Regions from separate parts of the Sus scrofa genome. Here region 1 is linked to region 2. A link is a contact called in public Hi-C data. All regions are on one chromosome and are shown on one strand. Each heading gives the region's core, a stretch centred on a gene start, on an enhancer-like site or on the middle of the called end of the contact. The rest is flanking DNA. Distances are from core to core; before and after follow the strand shown.

Region 1 (5,265 bases), core at 2,625-5,124, 47 kb before region 2:
ATTCAAATGCACAATTCCACTCTGAGTAATAAATATATATGTCTACAGAAAGATCTGTATTTGAATAGTTATAGCAGCTTTATTCATAATACCCCCAAACTGGAAGCAACCCAGACATCCAATAACTGGTGAATGAATAAACAAATTATGGTTCAGCCGTACAATGGAATATTAGTCTGCAATAAGAAGAGGCAAACTCTTGGTACACGTCACACCACGGATGGGTATAAAAAGTATTATGCGAAGTCAAAGATGCCAGACAGAAAGGACTATACTTAATTTTCCATTTATGTGCTATTTTAGAAAAGAGAAAACCAGAGACAGAAAAATCAGATCAGTTGTTTCCAAGGGACTAGAGGCACAGGGATGGGGTTGACTGCGGGGGGCACAAGGGAGCTTTGGGGGTAAAAGAAACATCCACATCTTGATTGAAATCGTTGTCACATGACTGTATGCATTTGCCCAAATGGAACAAATTGTGCACTTAAAGACTTTTATTCTATGTAAATTATACTCCATTTTTTTCCCCCCAGAAGGCTAGGGCGGACCACTGGCCAAGGGTCTAGAAAAAGGGCACCAGGTGAAGATATGCAGTTTCTTGGCACATGTCTGCAGTAGGCTGGGTCTGAGGACTCCAGTCTACTTAGACAAAACCCTAGATTCAGGGTTCAGACCCAGTCCACTGTCACTCAACTTAGGCCTGTGCAAGTGCAGTGGGCTTACCGTGGTTCCGGGGAAGGAGGGATTGATGGCCATGATATGCAGACATGAGCAGGAATAAAAACAAGAAGAGGTGAACTAAGAAGGGGTGAATGCTCTGCTCAAAGCATGTGAGCAAGACTCTAACGAATGAACGCACAACCAAAAAAACAAACAAACAAACAAAAAAAACCCAAGAAGACCTGCTTCTCTGCACTTTTCTTCAAATCAGCTAATATTTCACAAGATGTTTCATAAGCCCTTCATGCCAGGCACTTTATAACATTCTCTCCAACCCTTTCAATAGTCCCTAAGGGTGGCCCCTCCCTCCTGAGGCTGTAACAAAGAGCTCGGCCAAGTGCTTAGGTTCTGCCACCAAGGGCTTGCGTGTGTATCCCAGCTCTGCCCCTTGCTGGCTGGGGTCCTGGAAGGGTCCCTGACCCCTCTGACACCCCCGCCCCCCGCCCCAGTTCCAGGAATAACACTGGTGAGCGAAAACAGTCATAATACTGTCCCCCCCTTTCCGCTCTCAGTAAAGTAACGCTTCGACGGTGCTCAGGTTCAACTGCGCTTCAGCTGTGCTTGAGGGCTCTGCTCTTGGACGAGTCTAATCTAGTAGCCAACAGGATGAGTTTTCCCATCACCAGATGGCTGTAAATGCGACGGAAAGGGAAGGAGAGTCATCTCTCCCACGGTCCTGAAATCAATCGCTTGCTCAGTCACGGTTCCTCAGCGACACGGGCCTGTGGGATGGAGCGATCCCTGCACGTATGTGAACAGGGACTTGGAGGAGGGAGAGGAGGGCCTCAGGGACCAGCAAGTCCAACATCCACAGGGCTGCTCGGCGGCTGGAAACTCTCGGGCAGGAGCTGGGGCTGCGGTCTTGAGGCGGAATTTCTTCTTCCTTCAGTTTTTCCCTGCAGGCCCTTCAGCTAATGGGCCCTTACCCAGATTTGGGGGATAACCCCTTTTAGTTAGTCAGTTAGTTTTGCATTTTTTTTTTTTTTTGCCACACCCATGGCATACCAAGTTCCCAGGACAGACATGGAACCTGAGCCGCAGCAGTGACGATGCTGGTTCCTTAACCTCTAGGCCACCCAGGAACTCCAGCCCCCTTCATTTAAAGTCAACTGACTGTGGACATTAACCGCATCTCCAAAACGCCTTCACAGCAACACCTAGGTTCGTGTTTGACCGAATAACTGAGTTATTCAACACAACTGCCCAGACATGCTGACATTTAGAACCAACCATCACGCCTATGCTGGGCAGTCACGTGATATGCACAGAAAGGGCTGAGACTTCCTACTGAAGTTTTCGAGAGAGCCAGGAGCAGACTTAGGAAGGGGAGGGGCAGGGTTGTCTAACAGAAAAAAACCACCTCTCAGGGACTCTTAATCCACAGATGGTTCTACTGTTCACACTATTCCCTCAGAGGAGCTCTGTGGCAGAAACCAGAAACATTCTGACCTAAGATCTAGAAAACGGATCTGAGTGACCAAAATAAATAAATAAATAAATAAATAAATGGGAAAACAAAGACGCAGACTGAACCTCTCAAAAATAAAAAAAATTCATTTATTAAGGAAAAATTTTAACACATGATTCATGTGCAGAACCCCAAACGAGAGCTTCTAAGAGCTCCTGCCTGAGCCACATCTCTACATGCACCATGCAGGAAACACACATCCACGTAGGCACATAACATACATGGGACTGTCTGGTTAGCAAGACCTATCAGACAGCAATTTTTCATATTCTTCCTATTCACACATCCATGGATATGTTTTATAATAAGGTCACATAATTTTATCACTGAGTACAACAAAATCACTTCTGCAGCACCACCTTGATTCAAACAAAACACGGTTTATAACTGGCACCCTCCACCCTTGCTTCCCGCACCATCAGCACCATTTATGTCCCCCGGCCAGGGAAGGACCCAGTGGGACAAAGGACAGGGATGAAATGCCACAGGCTGATGCTGTGAGAACAAAGAGCCCTGCAACCAGTGTGACTGTCTAAAAGTATTAACTTTGATTCCAAAGACAAACCACATTCTCTCCGTTCCCCTTAATGGTCTTGGAGATGCTATAAGGTACTTGGAAACCTGTAACTCTCAGGCAGACTTGGAGCCGACTCCTGAATCTCCAAGTCGTGCCATCTGTGCTGTGTGTCCCCACTGTGAAGAAGCAGCTTTGCATTCTGACCAGAGCAGGCACTGGGGCTGGCCTTAACATCCAGGCAGCCACGACGTCAAACAAACGGGCCCAGACCCCCTGCGGTAAGCAGTGAAGAGCGGGAGCTATAAGCAGACATAAAGTGAGATTCTGCACGTCCAAGAAACATGAGGTGGACATGTAGTGTTACACGGAGATGACACTCTACAATTTAGGAAGGGAGAGGTTGGAGATAAAAAGCAAGACAGGAGAACAGGACGGGGAACAGGCGGCCCCAATGGGCCTGTTTGGGATCATCACTTGAAGACAACTGGTAAAACTGCCCACTTTACCTTTTGTGGGGGTAGAGAGTGAGCAGTGAGCAAAAGCCAATGAATTTGGCTGGAGAAGCGAGTGAGAGAAGAGGGAGCGGGGAAGCCGCAGGTTCTAGGCTAAGACATGCCACCAAGTCACACATATCTGGCCAGGGGCCGTGCAGATGAACGGCTCCCAGCACCCGGACAGCAACACAACATAAATACAAATAATGCCACTTGTGGAAGGTCCAACTTCTGGGCAGGGGCCAGGTCATGCTGTTTCCAGCAAGAACCCACATATACAGAGAGGTATATCGCCTACAGGAAATTGGAAGCCTGCTCCCAACAGTGGTTTCTGCAGGAGAGAACAAGGGGATCTGAGAAGCTACCTCTGGGCTGATAGAATGTGGGACTCCCCTGGGGAGACTTGAGGACATAGCTTGTGAGCACTAGGCCAGAGCTCATGGCTGGCCTTCAGTCCAGCCTTTGATCTGTTGCTACCTGATCAGTCTCCTGCTTCATCAGGGACGGGAGCAGGGCCTGGGGAGAGGCTGGGAAGCTGGTTCCTAACGAGAAGTGGGGAGAGAGCAGGGAGGGTTTCCTGACTGAGGAGCCCATGGCAACAGAGGCCTAAGCTTCCCGGAGCTGGCCCCTCGCAGGGCTGCTTCCAGAAGAGGAAGGGCTTCCTCCACGACAAGCTCCCAGCCAGCCCTCTATTCAACACCTAATCGCTGTGCAACTGCACAAGGCAGGAAGGGATCTGCCTGGCCTGGATCTCCTGAATCAGCCATGCAACTGGGCTGTCAAAGCAGCGAGAGACAGGAAAGTGACTGAACAGGACCAAGGCCGGCCTAACGAGCTTCCCAAAGCCCCAAAGTGAAAGCAGTGTCTCCTACACACCCCGTTCTCTGGGCAGGGACCCTGAAGCAGCAGACGTGAGGGCCAGAGAACCTCAGCATTGTGCGTCCAGCCCTCAGATGAAGCATCACAGTTCCATTCACACGACTTGCCTGGACAGGACTGCCTCTGGTAGCACTCTAAGAGCACAAGAGCCTCCCCCGAAGAAGCTGTGGGCAGGACACACAGCTGACCCCTTTCCTGTACTGGCCACTAGCTTGCACCTTGTCACTGAAAACAACTCTCAGGACTGCTCGGAAAAGACGGCTGGGGCCCAGGCTTGCAAACAGGAGCTGACAGTTCTTGAAGTTATACTTTGGAAACTTCTATGCCTGAGGCTTCAGACAGTAGGGCTGCTGCCACCTCCAGCTAGAACCTAGGTCATGTTAGCACCGGCAAGCGACCACCAAACTGCAGAGATGGTGGGTGAAACAGGTCATTTTCCTAGGGGAGAGCAAGTCACCACTGATCACATCCTTAGGTCGGTCCAGAGTCACTGTAATGAGGTGGCTCTGGAACAGAAGAGAAAGAAAAAAGCTGGGACTGCAGGGGTGGGTCACAGCCCCGAGGAGCTTTGGTGAAACACAAAAACAAAAGACCCTGATAAAGCTGTGCTGCTCTCCCCACTGTCATGTAAGCAGGAGTCTGGTGGCACGGATGGAGGACAGCAGGATCCTGTTACACACCCAAATGACACGCGTGCACACACACACACGCACACACACTCCAGAGATGGAGAATCGGTGAGCACCCTCTGCCATACTTCTCCCACCAAGAGGGAAGTGGAGGCCGCCCAAAGCAAGGCCGTGGGCCTTCCCCACCTGCTCTGCAGTTTGTTCCCAAACCCAAAGGCTGACCTTGAGCTGAGTCAGCCCTGAGGCTGTCTCTTTTCTGATACCCAGGAAGGCATGGGGGTGGGGGTGGGGGAGCCTGCGGGGCAGAGACAAGGGCACAAGATTAGTGTTTAGAACACAGGACACCCAACCAAGTGGTTCCTTAAGAAGTCCAGGTCCTGGAGGCAGCTTGGGGCAGGGCACCGTTTCTGCCCCACCCTCCGGCGACCGTAAACAACCAGGCACGGCTCTAGTGTTGGACCAGCTGATGCAAACCCTAGGAACTGAATTGCACGTTCTCTGTACACACTGGCCTCATCTCCTCATCCACCACAAGAGGCTGGCTGTCTTCCTGGCACG
Region 2 (4,883 bases), core at 8-2,507:
TCAAGGTTGCAAAGCCAACGGTCAGAACTAGAAGAAAATTTCCTGATTCTTCAATCTCGGTTCTTTCCATTACCTCACACTATCTACTTTCAGCAAGCCTCAAATAACTGCAAAACATCCATCCGAATAACCAGCATTCTTCGAATCTGACAAGCTACATTACAAATAAAGCAAAGGTCTTGACAGTCTTTAATGCCAGAGCTCTTCACAACCAGAGCTGGGAGCCACCTACCCCTCCCAGGAGCATACTCCGCCTCTTATTTCACGTTTTGGGATGGTTTACACAAAATTGCGTGACGGTTAGAAACAGAACCTACTGAATGATGAGTCTGCAGAAAAATCCTGAATACTGAAAACAGGGAACCACACCCAGAGCCGGATCCCAGCGAGAGAGAACGAAGAGCTACAAAAGGGGAGTGGAATGAAAGAGAAGGGGACACAAAAGGGTACGGTGACTTCTCACCTATTAAGTTTTTCGCAGGAGGCAGGGTAGTGAAAAGCAAAGAGCCGCTAGAGCTCAGGGAGACTTAGTTTCTCGTCGCACGTCTGCAACTAACTCACTGCATGACCGTAGGCAACCGCCACTCCTTAGACCTCAATCTCCGCAAGAGCCCTAGATGGGGGCTGTAAAAGATAATTTCCCAGAGTCCTTGCGGTTCCTTACTCTACGACTCAAAGACCCGCTACTAGCAAGTTCCAAGCAGGACTCCCACAGCGGGCAGGTCACTTGACCGCGACCTCCTGACCCCTCCAGGAACCTCCGCAGAAGCCCTGTGGTCGTTTGGTAATCTTTCCCATCTGTTTCCACACCTGTCAAACAGGTCAGGGAGGTCATGGGAGAAGAGCGCGAAGGACAAGGGATTCTCCAGCTCCCCTTCTCCCGGAGGGGTATGCACCACACCGCAGCTGCGGTCGGGGAGCCGAGGAGACTCGGACCCGCAGCCCAGGCCAGTCGGCCAGTCAGTGTCTAACCCGAAGCCTCTGCGGCGCGGGGAGGAAGGGGACATGGGTTCAGCAAAGGCGCTGACCCGCCGCCAGCCCCAGCCCGTCCGTGCACGGACTCACCGCTCGGGGTTCCGACTTGAGCTCTGGCTCCTGCTTCAGCCCAGCAGCCCACCTGTCCCTGCCTCAGCGTGGAACCCTTGCCATCTCCACCGCCGGCTGCCCTGGCAGCCGCTTCCGGGCCCCATCACGTGACCCAGGCGCCCAAACCCGAGAGCCGGGTCACGTGCTCCCGCGCGAGGCTGCTGCTTTCCTCTCGCGGGGCTCGGAAACTCAGTTCCGCACCGCCACCTCGCGGCCGGATGCTGCCCCTACAGGCAGCATGATGTGGCTGGGGACCGAGTCGGGCGTGGGAGATCCGAGCAGCTGCCGCCAGTCCAGAGTCGCAGCACCGTCCCCTGAGCTGTGGCTTGTGAGAGATTGCTCCGTTTTACACCCGCGGCCTTTTCTTTAACACGTCTCAATGGGTACTTGTTGCTTTTATCATCGAAAAATAGTACACTAAAAAAAAATCTCCTCTGGTCAGATTTTTAGACGTTTTACACAAACGGGAGCTTGCGACCGGACACAGAACTGTGAGGTAAGGCAACACTCTTTTTAAACATATTTACAATTGTGTGTGTGTGTCTTTTTAGGGCCTCACTGTGGCATATGGAGGTTCCCGGGCTAGGGGTCCAATTGGAGCTGCAGCTGCCGGCCTGCACCACAGCCGTGTCGGATTCGAGCCGCATCTGCTACCTACACCACAGCTCACAGCAGCGCTGAATCGCTGACCCACGGAGTAAGGCCAGGATCCAGCCTGAGTCCGCGTGCATACGAGTAAGACTTGTTGCCACTGAGCCAGGACGATGGGAACTCCTATTTTAAAAATTTAAGTGACCCTTTTATTTATTTTTTTATTATTATTATTATTTTGTCTTTTTGCCTTTTCTAGGGCTGCTCCCGCGGCATATGGAGGTTCCCAGGCTAGGGGTTGAATCGGAGCTGTAGCCACCGGCCTATGCCAGAGCCACAGCCACGCGGGATCCAAACCGCGTCTGCAACCTACACCACAGCTCACGGCAATGCCAGATCCTTAACCCACTGAGCAAGGGCAGGATCGAACCCCCAGCCTCATGGTTCCTAGTCGGATTCGTTAACCACTGCGCCACGACAGGAACTCCCAAGTAACCTTTTTAAATGAATGGCAACATTTCTGTATGTTTGAGGTGTATGTATTATCTAAGCTTCTCTTTCCTCCTCTTAGCAGATTTTACTTTTGAAAATTAACTACCCAGCCAAAAGAAATATATTGCTACAGCTACAAATGGATAAATCTTAAAATAATTATATCTGGATAAATCTTAATTATGCCAAGTGAAAGGGGGGAGGTCAGAAAAAAGAATCTGTTTATACAATATTCTAGAAATTTTAAAATAATCTACACTGACAGAAAGCACAGCAGTGGTTGTCTGGGAATGGATGAGGAGACCAGGAGAGGAAAGAGTGATTAGAAAGGGGCATAAGGAAACTTTCAAGGTGACCAATATATTATCTTGATTGTGGTGATGGTTGCACGAATATATATGTTGAAAGCTATGAAATTTAAATATGTGCAGTTTACTGTATGTAAATCATACCTCAATAAATCTGTTAAAATATTCACTAAATTGTATAAGTAAAACATTAACATATTTTATTAGAGCTATTAGGCAATGTATAAGTGTAGAAATAAGTGTATAAACAGTGGAAATTCCCCTTCTCCAAATTTATTCTCCTCTCCAAAGATTTATAGTTACCAGCATGTATTATCCTCCAAACCCTATGTATTTATAGAAATATCTTTATATAGACATGTGCAGATACCTGGTGTTAAAATTTAGGATCATAAATACCAGTAGTTATTGTTTTGCTTAACACTTTTTACTATCTGTGCTGTTTTCTTTTATTTTAGCCTTTTTTAGGGCCGCATCTGTAGCATATCAAAGGTCCCAGGCTAAGGATCGAATCGGAGCTGCAGCTTCTGGCCTACACCACAGCCACACCAATGCCAGATCTGAGTCGCATATGTGACCTATACCACAGGTCAGAGCAGCACTGGATCCTTAACCCACCGAGTAAGGCCAGGGATCAAACTTGCGTCCTCATGGATACTAGTTGGGTTTTTTTCTGCTGAGCCACAACAGGAAGGCCTGTCTGTGCTGTTTGTATGGCTCCATAAACATGTTACTTTATATAGGTATGTATGTTTAAAATCTCTGTATGTTCTTTTTTTCTTTCTTTCTTTCTTTTCTTTTCTTTTTTTTTTTTTTTTTTTTTTTTTTTTTTTTTTTTTTTTTTTTTTTTTTTGTAGAATCGGAGCTGCAGCTGCTGGCCTACACCACAGCCACAGCAACGCTAGGTCCCAGGCCGCATCTACACCACAACTCACGGCAATGCTGAATCCTTAACCCACTGAGCAGGGCTGGGGAGCAAACCCACATCCTCATGGACACTATTCAGGTTTGTTACCACTGAGCCACCATGGGAATTCCATGTTCTATAAACTATACATATGTTTTTTAAAATCTACGACAGTTGGTTCATTTCACCAGCAAAAGAGAAAAGAATGTAGATTCATGCTCAAAATATGAAGACAAATGAGTTCATTGCATCCGTAGGAAGAACTCCCCAGTGCATTAACTGTTCAGGGCCAGGAGCTGTCCTTGGAATGCTGCTGAGCTCCAGTCAAGGAATGCCCCCTTTAGGTCACCTCCAGACCTCGAATTTCATTGATTCCTTAACTCCTAAAGTTTTATCCCAGGAAAGCAGAGCTTATGAGAATCACGCAGCTCCCCTTTGGAATTACAGATGCAAGTGGGAACTTGCCTCCCCCACCTGCACCTGCGATGCATTAACTAGATAAAGTTCTTCCTTTGACCTGACCACCATACCCTTTTTAGAGAGTCCCTTGAAAAGAAGGCTGCACCATTTGCAGATACTGTTAGGACTCTATCGGTTTTATCATTCTGCAGTCCTAATTAGAAATTAGCATACAATAGCGTCTCCTTAACTTTCCCAGATAGCTTTTCCCCCAATATACAAATCTCTACCTCTGCTCCCACTGTTTACTCAGACAGACCCAGATTTCCAGTGCAGAATGGATGTGTAAATAAGCATTTTGACTCTTTTACTGTTAGAAACGATACAAAAGCAAAAAAGGAAAAAACTCTGAAACTTCTATTTACAGCAACGCCACAAGAGAAATAGAATCCACAGATACCAAAATACCTTCCTGTAAGAGCTAACAAAAGCAGCTGAGATCAGACCGCTTCACTCACTGAAGGGACCCAGGGGTAGGGGGAAGATCTCAGAAAAGCATCAGTAAAAACTCTCCTCTTGCGGGTGAAGAGCTCCCTCAGAGCTGCACAGCGGCATCCCTTTTTTTGTTTGTTTTTTTTTGCAACAACAGGCAGGGGCAGCTCAGTAAGACCAGCAAGACAAACTCTCCTGAATCTGGTTTAGATCAGGAAAGCCAAGGATGATGAAAGAATTGCAATGATAAGCCATGTTTGGAGCAATCCGTCTGTGACAACAGAGAAGCAAAGACTGGAAATACCTGTGTTGGTGAGGATGCGGAGCATCCAGGACCCTCATCCACTGCTGGTAGGTGTGTACAAGGGTATAACCCCATTAGGAAGCTCTTTGGCAGTCTGCTATAAAGTTAAATACATACCTGTCCTCTGATGGAGCAGTTTTACTTGTAGGTATTTAACCAAGAAAAACAGAAGCATATCCACACCGAGGTCCATGGTGTGGATATTTAAATTAAATTAAATTACATTGGGTGGACAGTTTAAGGAGGGACTCACTCTCGGGGATGTGCAGATGCAGGGTTGGCACTTCGACATACACAGGAGTGA

The links. A called contact is a pair of places that touch in the nucleus more often than the background predicts.
Region 1: a Hi-C map of fetal liver shows a contact between it and region 2, with 2.4 times the contacts expected there. The contact joins the enhancer-like site here to the promoter of SLC36A1 in region 2. A contact is called at or near these places in 2 of 5 promoter capture datasets (fetal liver and liver), 32 of 47 Hi-C or Micro-C datasets (adipose tissue, alveolar macrophages, blood and 16 more) and 2 of 2 datasets of contacts at active chromatin or transcription factors (alveolar macrophages and skeletal muscle).

Annotation. Positions count from the first base shown.
Region 1 is chr16:71,538,392-71,543,656 of Sscrofa11.1, forward strand. SLC36A1 (proton-coupled amino acid transporter 1) reads right to left here. Exons shown (of 11, transcript XM_003134140.5): 11 at 2,255-5,265. Among named protein-coding and RNA genes, the nearest start is that of SLC36A1, 49 kb to the right of the region's middle. Within about 2 kb of position 3,875, at least 7 of the 83 cell types and tissues checked have an H3K27ac peak or open chromatin away from gene starts, as enhancers often do. A contact at or near this core is called in fetal liver, where this site is marked.
Region 2 is chr16:71,588,275-71,593,157 of Sscrofa11.1, forward strand. It overlaps SLC36A1 (proton-coupled amino acid transporter 1), which reads right to left and starts at 1,258. Exons shown (of 11, transcript XM_003134140.5): 1 at 1,066-1,258. LOC106506564 (a long non-coding RNA gene) reads left to right here. Exons shown (of 3, transcript XR_002339800.1): 1 at 1-446; 2 at 1,529-1,582; 3 at 3,335-3,366. LOC110257327 (a long non-coding RNA gene) reads left to right here and starts at 3,426. Exons shown (of 5, transcript XR_002339802.1): 1 at 3,426-3,483; 2 at 4,433-4,626.